2 separate regions of the Gossypium hirsutum genome follow, and region 1 is linked to region 2. Evidence: chromatin contacts called from public Hi-C data. All regions are on one chromosome and are shown on one strand. The core of a region is the stretch at or near the end of the contact, and the rest is flanking DNA. Distances in the headings are between cores, read along the strand shown. Region 1 holds the start of LOC121228175. Region 2 holds the start of LOC107916977.

Region 1 (3,283 bases), core at 668-3,167, 280 kb before region 2:
TTACTCACTCGAGTCTCAACATTTCCGAGGTACACACCTAATATACAAAATCTCTCTCTATTTTGCTCATAAGCCTCACTCTATAAGCTTTGAACTTTCCCAGGTTCATTTCGTTTTCTTTAATTTTTTGTTATATATATTTTTCTAAAAATTTTTATTTGTTGGGTTTTTAATGATATAATTTGTTTCTTTCTGGATACATTCTAATGATCAAAAGAACGAATATGCTTTAATTCTATCAACTGCCCTCTTTTTTCCCCATTTATTTATTTTTATTTTGATTGGTTCAATCAAGTATTCAAATCCCTTTTTTTCTTTTTTCTTTTTGAATTTACAATTGAGAAATATACTATAAAATAGAAAAAAAACCCAGAGTTTCTCAGCTGTTTTTTTTATTAATCTTGTTTGGTTTGCTTTGATTCATGTTTTTCTTGTTTCTTTTTTGTGGAGTTCACTGAGCGTTGAACAATTCCCAAATTTATACGTTATTGTCTCACTATTGCTCTGTTCATCAGTTTTGTAACTTTCTAACTGGTGCGTTATTTTTTCTTTAGCTAAGAAAAAGCATTTTTTTAATTGATCGTGTTCTTGAATTATTTATTGGTTTTGAGTTTTATAATCTAGGTATTTGCAGAATTGTAAGTTCTATACTTTTTGGAGTGAGATTTGAAGAATCCCAATTGACAAAAAGGCAATCTTTTGGGATTGGGATTTTAAATTATGGTTGAATTTTCAACTGAAGATCTGGGTGTGTCTTTAGAATTTTCAAAGGGAAGAGGATGTATGCTGTGGGGAGACTAGGTAGCTATATGTCTCGTGGCGTTTATACTGTGTCTGGTCCATTTCATCCCTTTGGTGGTGCTGCTGATATAATTATAGTTGAACAACCTGATGGGACCTGTAAAACATCACCTTGGTATGTTCGGTTTGGTAAATTTCAAGGGGTTTTAAAGACAAGGTAATCTATCCTCCAAACCTACGGGATTATCATCGTCGACACCTTAATCCCTAAAATCCTCTCCATGGCAAATGGGAAACTGGTCAGTTGGACCACCCTATGGTTCTTTTTTGGTATTTCTGGGTCAACAGTTATTTTTTCAGGGTTTGTAGGAATTATAATCATGGTTTTAAAGCATCAAGTATTATCTAATACATTAGTTCATAGTCTACTCATATCAGAAAACCATGCAAGAAAAACGGGTATGTTCTCTTTTTCTTTTTACTTGTTCTGCTTTTCTTTTTGTTATTTTCCATAGATTCTTTGTTTCACAAATGGGTTTAGATTGATTTTGTTTCAATCTCTTTGCTGTTTTTTTCCCATAGGCTCCAATGCTGGTGGTTTATAAATTAGTACATTATTCTTTGTTCCTTTCAAGAACTAAATTTTGCATTATTTCCCAACATTTATGGTCACTCTGGTTAAAACTAAAATGAGTCAACCCTACCAAAGTTAGCCTTTCCTATCATCCAATAACCAAAAGCAAATTGAAATGGCTAACCTTATCCAACTTTCAACAGAAACTTAGAAATCACAAAATCTTTACAAAAATCTGTAAAACTTCCCAAAGATGAACAAATTACATGCAATTTACCCATTTTTTTGAAACTTCTCAACTTTTAACAGAGTCTTATTCAAATAATACCCCAAAAAAGTCGTGGATTTCAGGAAACCCCAAAATTGTGAAGATCCAAGCTACTAGTTACAAGCAATAACAAGATATGACATTGTAGCTCATTTTGAGCAAACTCAACACAGTTTATATTCAGACAAGAAAAAAAGAGAGAAGAAAGTGGGCATACCTGGAAACACTTGATCTTGCTTACTTCAGTTTTGTAGTAGCCACAACCAAGAACAAAGCAAAAAAGAGGGGAGAAACCAGGTTCAATCACTGTTTCAGTTATCAAATATGAAAAAACAAAACGACTGTTTTCTTCCCAAATCTGAAAAAAAAATAAGGTTGGGAAAGAAATTAGTTTAACTTTTAAGGATAAAATGGTAAAATAATAAATAAAAGCAAGGGTATTTTTATATGTTAAAAATACCTACTACACCACTGCCTTCAATTGCTGCTGAAACCTCCAGCTCCTTTTCCGCATAGCGGTGTGGTTGAAATCAACTTTCACTGCACTGTGTTGCTGAACCAAATAATATATCAGTGAGGTTGCTACCCCAACTGCACCTCACTGACGTTAAAAGCCAAACCAAAAGAGCCCTAAATCTCTTAACCAACAAAAGAAGATATACGTGGATAATTACCAAAAGTTGATAGAAGCCTTTTCCATGAGTTCTTCATAAGCAATTTCTAAAATGTGGATATTGTGGTGAAAAAGACCTAAAATGTAATTGTTCAAACAAGGGTTGAGATAACATCTTGTTCCAAATTTAATGTTGAAGTTACTAAAGAGACATTGTGTTAAAGAAGAGATTTGTAAAATTTATGGTAGCGAACATGTATTTCGTGATGAAGAAGAAAGTAAATGACTAGAGCTTTGTTTATAAGAATTCTCTAACCATAATTCATATTTGTCCAATGATGTTTTTTTAATTCAAGATCTATGGTGGATAACTCAATTACATTACTCCACCTACAACAAAAAATTTGCTTGTTAAAGCAAGTCTAAGATTCAAGAACAAATCTTTTTGAATAAGGGGAGAACGATACAAGTATGGATAACGATACAAGTATGGATAGGAACGACATTTTACATGAGATCCAAGTATATTTGAGTTTTGGACACTATTTGTAATAATTAGACAAATATTTTTTGTGTGTAATAGTCTCTTTTTTTTAACTATTTTATTTATTTATCTTAGATAAATAAATATTTTGAATTTAAATTAGTTTTTTAGGTTGTATCTTAGATAAATAAGTTTTTTTTTAAAATTTAAACTATTTATCTTAGATAATTAAGGTTTTTTTTTAAAATAAACTAGTTTATTTTGTATTTCAAAAGCAATGTATTAGCCTAGAGGCTTAGGCCACCTACTTTGGATAAATCAATATAATAATTATTTTTATTACTTTGAAAAGTGTTTATGAAAACCATTTTTTTAAAAGGGGTCAACTTTAATACTTAAAAACGAAAATAGGAGTTGCCACCGATTTTTTTTTGAGGTGTGGTCGGATCACCTAGTAATTTGGTCGTTTTAATAAAATATTTTGATTTACTAAAATAACGATTTTGATCTATGAAATTCGAGAAAACGAATTCGGGAGTTGGTTACATGCGAGGAAGGATTAGAACCCTCGTTATGCCCAAAATTGGTACCTAATTGATTCAT
Region 2 (3,297 bases), core at 746-3,245:
TTCTAGCATTTTCCACAAGGCAGATGAGATCCTCTCCATCAATACCTCATGCAATACCATATTTGCGAGGCACAACTGGATTGCAGATAAAGCCTTTTCGTCAAGCTCTTCCCATTCTGTTTTATTTAGATTCTCAGGCTTTTTCCCGGTAACAACCTTTTTCAAACTAGATTGAACTAGAATTGCCATTATCCAAACTTGCCACAGATTAAAATTTGTCTCACCATTGAACTTCTCAATTTTAAACCTTGTTGTTGCCTTCTCTAAATGAGCTAATCTATGAAAATTTAATTAGCTCTGATACCACTTATTAGGATCGACCCTATTAAGCAATGAACTAGAAAAAAATAGCGGAATAAATTGAGAAATTAAACACACAAATTTAACGTGAAAAAACCCCTACAAAGAGGATAAAAAACCACGGGCAAAGATAATTTTACTATAATAGCAAAAGAACGAATAGTACAAAAGATGGAGATAAAGACTAAACCCCGAAAACCCGAAAATAAAGAACCCTCAAAACGTAAACACAAAATTCTCTAATTGTGTTATGAGTTCTAATATCTAATGGGTGTCTATTTCTAAAGTTATAAAAGAGCCTATTTATAAGCTAAATTCATAGCTCAAATAATAATAAAATAATCTAAACTAATCATTATTTGATTAAAACAAGTAAACAGAGTTTAACTGAAAGATTATTTTTCAAATTTGACTAAAAATAAGAGTCATATTTAACACATCTATCAAAGATGCTTGTTGATACTAAAAATGGATTGTTTGAGAAGGGTCTGATTAAAATTATATTGGCCTTTCATGCTGGTCCAATGATGAACATGAAAGCCAAAGAAAGACAAAATGCTGCTAAGTCTCTACTAGACCTCTCCGTATTCGAGACAAATAAATCGATTCAAGTCAATTACCAACTTCTTCTTTGTCGAAAAAGTCGAACACTGGAAGTAGTAAAGAAAAAGATGGTTCTCTGGGATCAAAATTCTCAAAAACTTATTCTGGATAGATCAGGCTTCGAGGATCGAAAAACCAACATCAAGTTCATTTCTTCTTTTACTAAGGAAATTGCGGAAAGAATGTCATCTCCAGGACAAGCCGATGTTATAGACAGGTTAAGCAAACTTTTACAAATTGGGCTTATGTTTTGAGTACAAGGAGGATGCAGTGGATTTCTTGCTGATTAAAGAAAACTTGGAACTATATATGAAGACACTGAATTCCTTATTGCTGTATTCGGAAAGCAAAAATGTCCAAGGTCGGAGCAATTGGGCCTCTTACACCAACGGCTTGTTATAAGAAGCGATGCTGATGAAGGCAGTGGGTTTGTGATGGTCAGTTTTGTGAATGATAAGTTATTATAATTCTGGTTTGAAAACTTGTGTGATGGGCTACTTTTTGTAGCTCAAAAGTACTGTTTTATGATATTATGTTTAGCTCTTTGAATAACAGACGTTGTATTTATAAAACCTTTTGGTGTTAGGTATTATTATATCATAGGTCAAGCTGGTTTTTTATGCACATAAAATATGAACCTGAAGCTTATATGTCCTTATTTACATATTGCAGATTATCATGTCAGAGACTTCACTCTATCTCTTAAAAGTATCATGTACCATGGAAGCTCCTACTATTTTGATTATATTTTGAACTTTTTACTAAAAAATAAAGTAAATTAATGAAAAATAAATCGATCATTCTATTAAAAACTTCATCTATTTTTATAGTTAAAAATTAGTCTATGTATGTCATTATGGTGTATACATCATATGTCATATATTACTGTCTTATTATAGTTATTTAATAGTACAAATAGATAGAATTTTTAGCAAAAATGATCAATTTACTTTTTGAATTAATATAAAAAAATAATTTACTTATTTTTTAAATAAAAGAATTAAAATACAATCCGACTCTTATTTCATGAATACATTTACGATGGTTAATATTTGCCTTAATATCTTCAAACTAAAAGCATGATATGGTGCACATGAAATTCGATGAAAGCAATTTCCAAAGATACCAAAACAAATTTTAGAAACTATACTGAGTTTCTTTGAATGGGAGGGGATGTAGCTCAGGTGGTAGAGCGCTCGCTTAGCATGCGAGAGGTACGGAGATCGATACCCCGCATCTCCATTTTTAATATTTTTTACAATTAGATCCAGAGATTTCTGGGTTCAGAGGGATTCAGCCCATGAGGATCAAAAACCCATCCCTTCAATCAATCGTCGTCTCTTCTAAGCTAAGCTAAACCCTAGGCTGTACACAAAACAAACCTCTGTCTGGTGGTTCCTTTAACGATGGCGCTTTTGACTTCCTCCCTATTGCCTTCATCTCTAAATATCAAGGTACTCCTTCCTTCCAACTTATTGTCTCTGCTTTTCTGTAATTGAAGTTAACTTCAGATACGTAAATAAAACTCGGAATTAACTCAATGGCTATTCTTGTTTCTTTGATCGAAGCTTCTTAATCATTGGAATCTTCATACAGGTTAAGCAATATGAACACCAGCCTTGCTGTTCTCAGCTCCATAATTTTCATCGACTCTCTCCAAAATGTCACTTGAAAGTAACAATGGCGCAGTTTTGGGAACCAAATAAGATGAAGGAACAACTCAATACCATCAAGGAGAGACTACGGGAGAACAGCCCCGACTCTGTAAAAGCATTTCCTTGGAAAGAAGCTGAGAATTTGCTGCTGGACAAACTACTTGTTGCGGGAAACAAGGCATTGAAGTTGTCTATTGTTACAGTTCTTGTATCCAGCTGTCTGTCGGATTTCATAAATGCTATATCTAGAAACCAAGAATTGATGATACCCTTTGGTCTAATTGTGGGAGTGTTGATGTCTGATTTCCTAAAACAGACATCCCAAGAAGCATTTCGAAGCTCCGAGGTAATATATACTCTGTTCTTTAACTAGTTTGTGCTTGTGGGTGTGTTGTAAATTTTGAGGCTTTTTTATGTTTGAACAGGGGAAGGAATTGGAAATGAAATGGCAGGTGTTATGGATGGGTGGGTTGTTTGTTGTTATCAAGTTGGTGTGCACATGGTTTGGAATAGGAACAAGGGTGTTCCTTTTGCATGTTGCGAATGGTGGGTTGATGCAAGTTCTGTGGCAATGGAGAAGTTTGCTGGCAGAAAATGGATCCATGGAAGATGGATCAACACCTTAAATCAGCAGAAAGTTGACTTTATTCGGGGGTGATGTTGCTTGATTATATCTCTGTAAACTCATGTCACTCACACATTAGCAGTTAATTGAGCAAAGGAATTAGTAGATGAAATC

The links. A called contact is a pair of places that touch in the nucleus more often than the background predicts.
Region 1: a Hi-C map of leaf shows a contact between it and region 2, with 4 times the contacts expected there. The contact joins the promoter of LOC121228175 here to the promoter of LOC107916977 in region 2. A contact is called at or near these places in 8 of 34 Hi-C or Micro-C datasets (hypocotyl and leaf).

What each region holds. Positions count from the first base shown.
Region 1 is chrA01:33,348,028-33,351,310 of Gossypium_hirsutum_v2.1, reverse strand. LOC121228175 reads right to left here and starts at 1,917. Exons shown (of 2, transcript XM_041111429.1): 1 at 1,801-1,917. It overlaps LOC107917116 (a long non-coding RNA gene), which reads left to right. Exons shown (of 2, transcript XR_005925708.1): 1 at 1-103; 2 at 625-1,375.
Region 2 is chrA01:33,063,862-33,067,158 of Gossypium_hirsutum_v2.1, reverse strand. It overlaps LOC107916977, which reads left to right and starts at 1,995. Exons shown (of 3, transcript XM_016846364.2): 1 at 1,995-2,357; 2 at 2,500-2,904; 3 at 2,984-3,297. The coding sequence starts at 2,310. The coding sequence ends at 3,184. It overlaps TRNAA-AGC (transfer RNA alanine (anticodon AGC)), which reads left to right and starts at 2,073; the gene lies at 2,073-2,145.